3 separate regions of the Mus musculus genome follow, and all the other regions are linked to region 3. A link is a contact called in public ChIA-PET and Hi-C data. All regions are on one chromosome and are shown on one strand. The core of a region is the stretch at or near the end of the contact, and the rest is flanking DNA. Distances in the headings are between cores, read along the strand shown. Region 1 holds the start of 5031425F14Rik (RIKEN cDNA 5031425F14 gene). Region 2 has its middle 4.0 kb from the start of Gm30908. Region 3 has its middle 33 kb from the start of Gm30536.

Region 1 (2,700 bases), core at 156-2,655, 220 kb after region 3:
ACAGCGGGGTCTGTCACTCTCCTACTTCCTGGGTGTCACACTGGGGCAGAAGAACAAGCGCTAAGCTGTATGTAAGCGCCCTGCCTGTGCTCCTGTAGGAACAGGAAGAAAGCCACTCTCCATCCATGTCCCAGAGTGGGGACAGGGAGAGACCCTCTTCCTGTGGAAGCCCCTGTTTGTTCCTGCAGCCTGACCCAGCCTGCTCTTTTCTTATTTGTTCTTTGTTCTAACCAGCCCATCCAGGGCTCAGAGAGGAGATGAATAAGAAGTGTCCTTCTTGGAGACCCCTGGGATGTCTGGTGTTGGAGCTGTATAGCAGTGGTGTGTTTTCTGTCCCTGTGACTTCCACTTTCCCAGTGAAGTAAACAGTACCATGATAAATCTCTCTGCTGCCCCTTCATGTGGGCCACATGGTCAGTGGTAGGTTTTTAAAAAACCTTAGTCAACAAAATTCAACGTTTCTGCTTGGTGAGATTACACTGGCAACTCCTGGGTTGTGTGAGCTACCCTGTGTGTCTAATCCACCACCCTTCCTTTGCTATAAGGATCCAGATTAAGTTCCACCTGATAGTGTGAACCGTCCCCTTGGGTTCCTGGGCTTGACCACCTAGTGTCCTGTCAGCAGCTCTGTTTGGGGGATTTTAGAATCCTTCTATATATAGGGTCTAGTTGGAGGAAGTGAGTCACTTGTGGCTGGGCCTTTCTTAGCCCCACCCCTGGTATAGCAGTCCTGGCTGTTTCCTGAGCCTCTAGGCCAGTGGTTCTCAAACTTCCTAATACAGTGACCCTTTGATACACTTCCTCATGTTGTGGTGACCTCCAACCACAAAATTATTTGTTGCTACTTCATAACTGTAATTTGTTGCTCTCGTGAATCATAACGTATGTATCTGATACACAGGATCTGATATGTGAGTCCCAAAGGGGTCACAACCCATAGATTGAAAACCAGTGCTCTAGGATCTAAGCAAGCAGTGGGAGATTCCGGCAGCCACAGTGGGGAGTCACAGGGGACTCTGCCATGAATGCCTTTCCCACCATGAGAAAGGGCGCTTTGTCACCATGTGAACCCAGAGGAAGCCTTGGTCCCTTAAGGTGTATCTTCCGTGAATGTCACTCAGATGTGTAACTACCTGTGACTGCCACCCTTTGCCCTTGTTAAACTAGGTGGTCATGGCCTGTGGCTGGCCTGGCAGCTTTAATCTTTGGGTTCTTTGCCCACAAGAGTCCAGATGCACTTCATCTGAAGAGTGAAATTCAACCTTATGTCTACTTCTCATCCATATTTATTTGCCCTGAGCTTAAGCACACACCCACTGCTGCCTAAGGTTTGAAAGACCCCCCAACTTCCAGAACCCCCTTCACTTCCTCTCCTTCCCCATCTTTCCCACAAGAAGAGGGCTACAGGAGAGCCACAGACTCCAGAAGCAACACATGACCATTGGCCTCCCCAGAACTTCCTGGGACTTGCCTCACACCCTGCTTTCACGCTCTAGGCTCCTTTCTTTCTCTGGTGATATTTCCTCCCAATAACTCTGAGCTGGAGCAGCCCTGAGCTGGAGAGACTCTGAACTGGAGCAGCCCTGAGCTGGAGCAGCCCTATGCTGGAGGGACCCTGAGCTGGAGCAGCCCTGTGCTGGAGGGACCCTGAGCTGGAGCAGCCCTGTGCTGGAGGGACCCTGAGCTGGAGCAGCCCTGTGCTGGAGGGACCCTGAGCTGGAGCAGCCCTGTGCTGGAGGGACCCTGAGCTGGAGCAGCCCTGTGCTGGAGGGACCCTGAGCTGGAGCAGCCCTGTGCTGGAGGGACCCTGAGCTGGAGCAGCCCTGTGCTGGAGGGACCCTGAGCTGGAGCAGCCCTGTGCTGGAGGGACCCTGAGCTGGAGCAGCCCTGTGCTGGGACCCTGAGCTGGAGCAGCCCTGAGCTGGAGAGACTCTGAATTGGAGCAGCCCTGAGCTGGAGAGACTCTGAGCTGGAACAGCCCTATGCTGGAGGGACCCTGAGCTGGAGCAGCCCTGTGCTGGAGGGACCCTGAGCTGGAGCAGCCCTGTGCTGGAGGGACCCTGAGCTGGAGCAGCCCTGTGCTGGAGGGACCCTGAGCTGGAGCAGCCTTGTGCTGGAGAGACCCCGAGCTGGAACAGCCCCGAGCTGGAACAGTCCCGAGCTGCCTCTCTTGTTAGGAGTGAGCTGGTTTATCTGTGGGTCACGGAGGTGTACTGAGCTCCATCTGCAGATCAGTTAATCGCTAACAAATGTGGGCGAGTTTTCACCCAGCACAGACCACAGGCCGTGTCTCAGACGCTTTGCCAAGCCATTTTGGAGCTGTAAGCAACTGGCCTGCTTCCAAGCTGAATCTGTTCTGGCACACAGAGGCCATGAGCCTGTGAAGCTCTGACTCTGGCACTGGGATTGGGTTCGTGAGGAATCATGAGCCATGAGATGGCCTCCAGTCGGTCAGCAGGGCAGGAAGGGACTAGGACTCAGGATTAGGGGCCGAGTCATCACTGACCTTCACAGCGACCTCTGCACTGGCAGAGGTGGGAAGTGGGGTTTTCAGAACGCCTGCTTCGGTTGCTGGGCACTCTGCTTGGTTAGAGAGATGGTGGTAAGTTTGTCTGCCTCCATTTCCAAGTGGGCCGTCACAGGCATAACGGGGTTGGAGATACCAACAGACCAAAGAAGAAAAGCAACAGCTCGGTTATC
Region 2 (2,700 bases), core at 26-2,525, 240 kb after region 3:
TAAAGAGATTAGTGTCCTCTAAAAGAAGCCAAGAGCTTTGCACGGGGACAATGGGCAAGAAGGCTCGAAGGCACTTCAGGAATTGGCCAACTCAGTCTTCACAGGCTCAGGGGCATGAAATCGTAAATCCCTCTCAAAGACTGATTTGGGACAAGATCCAGGATGCCCTGCTGGCTCGGGGATCATTTCTCTAGTGTTCATTTGACTGTGTTCAACCACCCAGGCACGCAAAGGTCATGTAGTCATCAGCCAAGCACATCTGGCTACTGCTGCTCTGTTGGGAACCTCGGCGACACCCATGCACTGCTTGGCTCTGTGGGATGGAGTACGCTAGGAGTCCTGGAGCCACGGAGGCTTCCATCAAAATTCCCAAGGTGGTTAGGCATTTTGTGATGGAGCCAAGTTCCCTCTGGGCAGCCCTGGAGAAGGTGATGGGTCAAAGCTGTGAGGGTGGCATCTAAGCTGATGGCAGGAAAGACCGAGAGGCAAGGAGAACCATCCAAGGGAGGCCCGTGTGGACCACAGCCATCAGGACACATCCAGACATGGCCACCATGAGACCCAGATGCTGAACACGGAGCTGTAAAGCTTAATATCTGCCCGTTGGGTCTTGGTCTTGCTTCCTAAACTCTTCTGTTTGAATGAAAACATCTGCCCTGTGTCTGTCTGTCTGTCTAACCAGGAAGGATGATGGAGTGTGGGACTTGGTTCTTTATTCTATTATGGCTAAGGGCTACTTTGGCTCCCTGAGGAGATGTAGAGTTGGACTTTCATAATACAGAACCGTGAAGAGCGGGCTCACGGGGCTGGGTGAATGAATGCATTTGCATGATGACCTGTGCACTGGAGTGGTGGTAGGAGAGAATATTATGACCTGGACGCGAACTGTTTCCCCAAAGATGTGCACTGAAGCTCAGTCCCCCAAGCAGAATGGGAGGCGGGTATGAGGATCTTCATAGTCACTGGATCTTAGGGGTGATAACCTCATTAAAGGATTAATCCATTGATGAGTTCATAGCTAAAATGGGTTATTGGAAAATGAGTTCGTAACTAAATGGGTTATTGGAAAACACACACACACACACACACAGAGAGGCCGTGTTTCCTATGGGTTTGTCATGCTATTGAGTTGAGAAAAGTCTTACAAAGCATGTAAGCTAGAAGCATTTCCTTTTCAAGATGCAGGCAGCTTCTCGAATGCCCTCTCTTTGACCTCACTAGGAAGAAAGAGGATATTGCTTAGAATACTCAGGGTTGCCAAGAGCAACACAAAAGTCAAGCTGAGCTAAACAGTGAAGGGGGTGCATCGGCTTTCGTATCTGGGTAGGAGGACTTCAGGCGTGTTCAGGAAGCAGTGTACTTTATACTCCTTTGTTGTCCTTCTGTCCCGACACTAGACCCTCACACTCGTGTTGACTTTCCTTGTGGTCTGATGATGGTCACTGCTGTCCCAGAATGTTGTCTGTAACCCTCACTCTCCTAAAGAGAGGAGGCATGTCTGCTCCCCAACTGTATTAGTGAAGGTTCTCTAAAGCAACAGAGCTTACAGAATGAAGAGATAGATAGGTAGACTGACAGATGCATGGAGGGATGCAGGGATGGATGGATGGAGGGATGGAGGGATGGATGGATGGAGGGATGGATGGATGGAGGGATGGAGGGATGGAGGGATGGATGGATGGATGGATGGAGGGAGGGAGGGAGGTAGGGAGGGAGGGAGGGAGGGAGGGATGGATGGATACAGACATGGATACGAATACAGAGTCAGATAAAGGGGGATTTAATCCAGTAGTTCCTCAGTCCACAAGGCTGGATGTCTCCGTTGGTCTTCAGCATGTGCTGAAATCCCAAAGAAGTAGGCTCTAATGCCAGTGAAGGAATGCACTTGCCAGCAAGGTGAGGGCAAGCAGGCAGAAGAGAGAGCATCCTTCCTCCATGCCATATAGGATTCCAGCAGAAGGTGTGGCCGAGGTTAGAGGTGGGTTTTCCCAGCTCTAATGATCTGGATTAAAAAGTGTGGGTTTTCTCCAACTCAATATCCAGATTAAAGGCGTGTCTCTCTACTGCAAGGATCTGGGTGGTAAGGAGAGCTTCCTACTTCAAATTAAGCAAAAATTCCTCACAAGTGTGGCCTCCACTTGGGGGTTTTAGTTCATTCCAGAGGTGGTCAAGTCGACAACTAATAATAGCCATCCTGCCTACCAAGTGTTTCCTGTGACCAGCACCCTCAGATCCAATGGAGAGTAAGAAGTAAGCTACAGTCCACCTTGATGGCCCACACCATTGCAGCCTCCTCCCCTGACCCAAGAAGGATGCACTGAGACCTGAGTCTCACCCCCACAGGGGAGACTGAGTCACACTGGAGAGATTCGGAGTTTTGGGCACCTGCAAAGGGCAGACGTGCCTGAGCATCCAGCAAGTCATGCATCACCTGGAAAAGGTGGCATCCTACGGGAATGGGCTAGGCACTGCCCCCAAGGACAGGACCCTCGGGAAAAAGCCAGCTCTGCCTCTTACTTTCTGGAAATGAACACATTCTATGCTTCTGTTTCCCTGAGCTATATAAATAACAAACACATAATGCCAGACCCTCTGCCTGCCTTTCTGTCTCTCTCCCAGAGATCAAGCCACACACCCCATTGGGCTCTCTCTCTCTCTCTCTCTCTCTCTCTCATTCTCTCTCTCTCTGATAAGAAAGCC
Region 3 (2,700 bases), core at 166-2,665:
TGGGTGGCATGTCCCATCAAGCATTTGTTACAATAGGAAAGTGAGGGCTCCACTCTAGCCACCTCAAAACAGTAGAGTTTCACTACTGGAGGCAGGTCGAAGGTCCTGGAGGAGGTTTTCAAGGATTCCCGCTGTGTGGATCAATTCTTGGTAGATCAGCAGGGTCCTTGCTGGGGATAGGCCAAGCAGGTGTGAGGTGGGGATTCTTGCAGGGATGCAGGTCTGGTGAGGCCAGGGTCAAAGTTCAAAGTTCAGGCCTGGTTGCAAAGAAGCCTAGAGGACCTGGCTAAAACTTGGTGAATGAGAGTAGTTGTCCAAGGATGAACTAAATGTTCTTTTGCCCCAGATTAATAGATTTTTCCTCCCCTGTGTGTGTGTGTGTGTGTGAGTGTGTAGGATGTCTTCTGGTGTTTTGCTCTATGTCTTGGTCTTGGTCTATGGTCTTGCTAGCCAGCCAGACCCTGAGATCCTCCTGTCTCCCATGCCCACGGTACTGGGGTGTGAGGCACACTTACAGCCATGTCTGACCTTTTACATGGGAGCTGGGAATTCCAACTCAGGTCCTCCTTGGCCACTCCAGTGCACTTCATTAACATTCTTTGTAGGCCTTTCTCCCTGCCCCCCTCTACTGGGGATTGAACCTGCGACCCTATGCATGCTGGTGGAGCACTCCCCACCCCCAGTTGGTGGGGCACTCCCCACCCCCAGCAGACCTTTCAGCCTTTTCAATGGTATTTCTGTTCATGGTTTGTTTTCTTTCGTTTTGGGTCAGGGCTCTCTGTGAGCAACAGGAACAGATTTGGCCACAGAGGGGCCAGTTTCAACTGCTTGTGATGTTTTGGTCACCCCACTTAATGAGCAGCTTCCAGGAAGAAAGCACACATTGCCTGGGTGAGGGGCCAGTCACCCTGATTGGCAGGCCTTCCTGAGTGTGTGGGGGAAGGCCTTGTTCTCCTGAAAAGAACTGGGCTCTTGTTATCGGGGAGAGAAACACAGAAGCTGTAGGCCATGGGAAGGTGGCTGCCTGCCCTCCCACACTATTAGCTCTCCGTCCACCCTTCCTCCTACATCTTATCTCAGGATGCTCTCTTACTGCAGAATGAGGTATAGAAACAGAATAACCAGTATAGGCACCATTAACGCTATACTCAAGAACAGATCAAAGGAACTGACTCGCAGGACACTGCTTAGAGTAGAAAAAGGACAATATTAGTATGCAAAAAAAAAAGTATCTAAACACTTCTGTGATGTGAGGCTCCTAAGAGATGTGTGAACCTGTGGCTTTAAAAGCAGCAAGATGTCAACCTCAGACACTACCTGCTTGAGACCTCAGGAGACTCAGGACAGGCGTGGGGTGGCCACAGGGCGTGACACACTCCACAGACATCAAAGAAACACCAAGCGCCGAGGGATGGCTGGCTGGGAAAGTCCCTGCCCAGTCGGTGTAAGCATGAGAACATAGAGAGAAGCTGGTGCAGTGGGGTGAGCCTGGAATCTCAGTACTGGCAAGGTGGGGACAGGAGGATCCCTGGGGGCTCAACAGCCAGACAGCTTAGTCTACTTGAATTGTCTCTAAAATCTTCCCAGATCTTTCACTAGCTACTGAGTTAAATAAAATTTTGACACATGGTTATTTGATGTTTGTGAAATAGTTATGACTTTATCTTTGAGAAACTGGTTCAAACACGGCAGAGATGAATCTCCAACTTTTTAAAAGTTCTTCCCTTTACTATATATTTTTTTAAAAAAATTATTCTCATCAAATATTCAGAAACATTAAACAAACAAAAACTACCCCGAAGTTCAGTGTGGATGCAGAAGGATGCAATGTTTGTATTCATGAGCGGAGGAGTTGTGCCCTGGGCTTTGTGGATCCTAGAAAACCCCTCTGGCTACACCTCCTTCTCTTGTCTGCTCCTCCAGGCTGGTCATCCCAGTAGATCACCACTATAGATCACCCCTGTAGATCTCCACTATAGATCACCCCTTTCCTCCCTCTCATAGGCTAAGCTCATGGCCATCTTAGGCTGTGGCTTCTGTATGTCATCTCTGGAAGCCAAGAACTGTGTTCTCCCTATTTGCCATCCACCCAGGCTCCCTCTGCATCGCCCCCCCCCCCCCCCCGTGAGCTCAAGTCTGCAATGGATGCTGTGGCCTGTGCTTTTGGGCAGAGACGGAGGTGCGTAGAGACACTCTGTCACGCTCATTGGATGGATGTGGATCTGCCAGCTGAGACCTTCCTCCTGGGCTCAGCTGAGTCATTTCCCCTTCCCATTTTGGCCTCAAGGCCGTGTCCACAGGCTTTCTGAACCCTCCTCTCCAGAGGGATGGATTAGGTTGGGTTGGGTTGGGTTGGTCAAGGGCAAAGTCAGGGCACACAATCCTCCTAGAGCTGATCTTCTCCAAGGGGGAAGTGGACATCAAATACCTGGCTTGTGTCTCCTGGGCTCCTCGGTGCCCTCCTACCTGGCTTTGTCATTACTTTGATCCTTTGATCAAACAATTTCTGAATGTGTGTGGGGCTTAGGGTTTGAAAGCCAGAGCCAGGCACCAGGCATGTGGGGATATGATGGACAGAGACTGGGGGCCCGGTAGGGAGGGGGTGAGTCACAGAGTCTGGATAGGGGACATATGAGAGTCTAGTGGAAGCAACAGAGAGGGAAAATCACCTTGACAGAGGGACCAGCTTCTGCTGATGGG

The links. A called contact is a pair of places that touch in the nucleus more often than the background predicts. ChIA-PET counts read pairs in DNA pulled down with a chosen protein or histone mark.
Region 1: a contact with region 3 is called in a Hi-C map of natural killer cells, with 4 times the contacts expected there. The contact joins the promoter of 5031425F14Rik here to the enhancer-like site in region 3. A contact is called at or near these places in 5 of 484 Hi-C or Micro-C datasets (bone marrow-derived macrophages, cerebellar granule neurons, cerebral cortex and 2 more), 3 of 115 datasets of contacts at active chromatin or transcription factors (embryonic basal ganglia, memory CD8 T cells and microglia) and 4 of 9 other capture datasets (embryonic stem cells, embryonic tail, embryonic trunk and 1 more).
Region 2: a contact with region 3 is called in an RNA polymerase II ChIA-PET map of memory CD8 T cells, with 8 read pairs. The contact joins two enhancer-like sites. A contact is called at or near these places in 2 of 484 Hi-C or Micro-C datasets (the HPC-7 cell line and bone marrow-derived macrophages), 2 of 115 datasets of contacts at active chromatin or transcription factors (embryonic basal ganglia and memory CD8 T cells) and 1 of 9 other capture datasets (embryonic trunk).

Annotation. Positions count from the first base shown.
Region 1 is chr2:166,446,046-166,448,745 of GRCm38.p6, forward strand. It overlaps 5031425F14Rik (RIKEN cDNA 5031425F14 gene), which reads left to right and starts at 1,406. Exons shown (of 3, transcript NR_015558.3): 1 at 1,406-2,602.
Region 2 is chr2:166,466,081-166,468,780 of GRCm38.p6, forward strand. No RefSeq gene overlaps it. Among named protein-coding and RNA genes, the nearest start is that of Gm30908, 4.0 kb to the right of the region's middle. Within about 2 kb of position 1,276, at least 20 of the 459 cell types and tissues checked have an H3K27ac peak or open chromatin away from gene starts, as enhancers often do. A contact at or near this core is called in memory CD8 T cells, where this site is marked.
Region 3 is chr2:166,226,321-166,229,020 of GRCm38.p6, forward strand. No RefSeq gene overlaps it. Among named protein-coding and RNA genes, the nearest start is that of Gm30536, 33 kb to the left of the region's middle. Within about 2 kb of position 1,416, at least 37 of the 459 cell types and tissues checked have an H3K27ac peak or open chromatin away from gene starts, as enhancers often do. A contact at or near this core is called in bone marrow-derived macrophages, embryonic basal ganglia, memory CD8 T cells and 1 more, where this site is marked.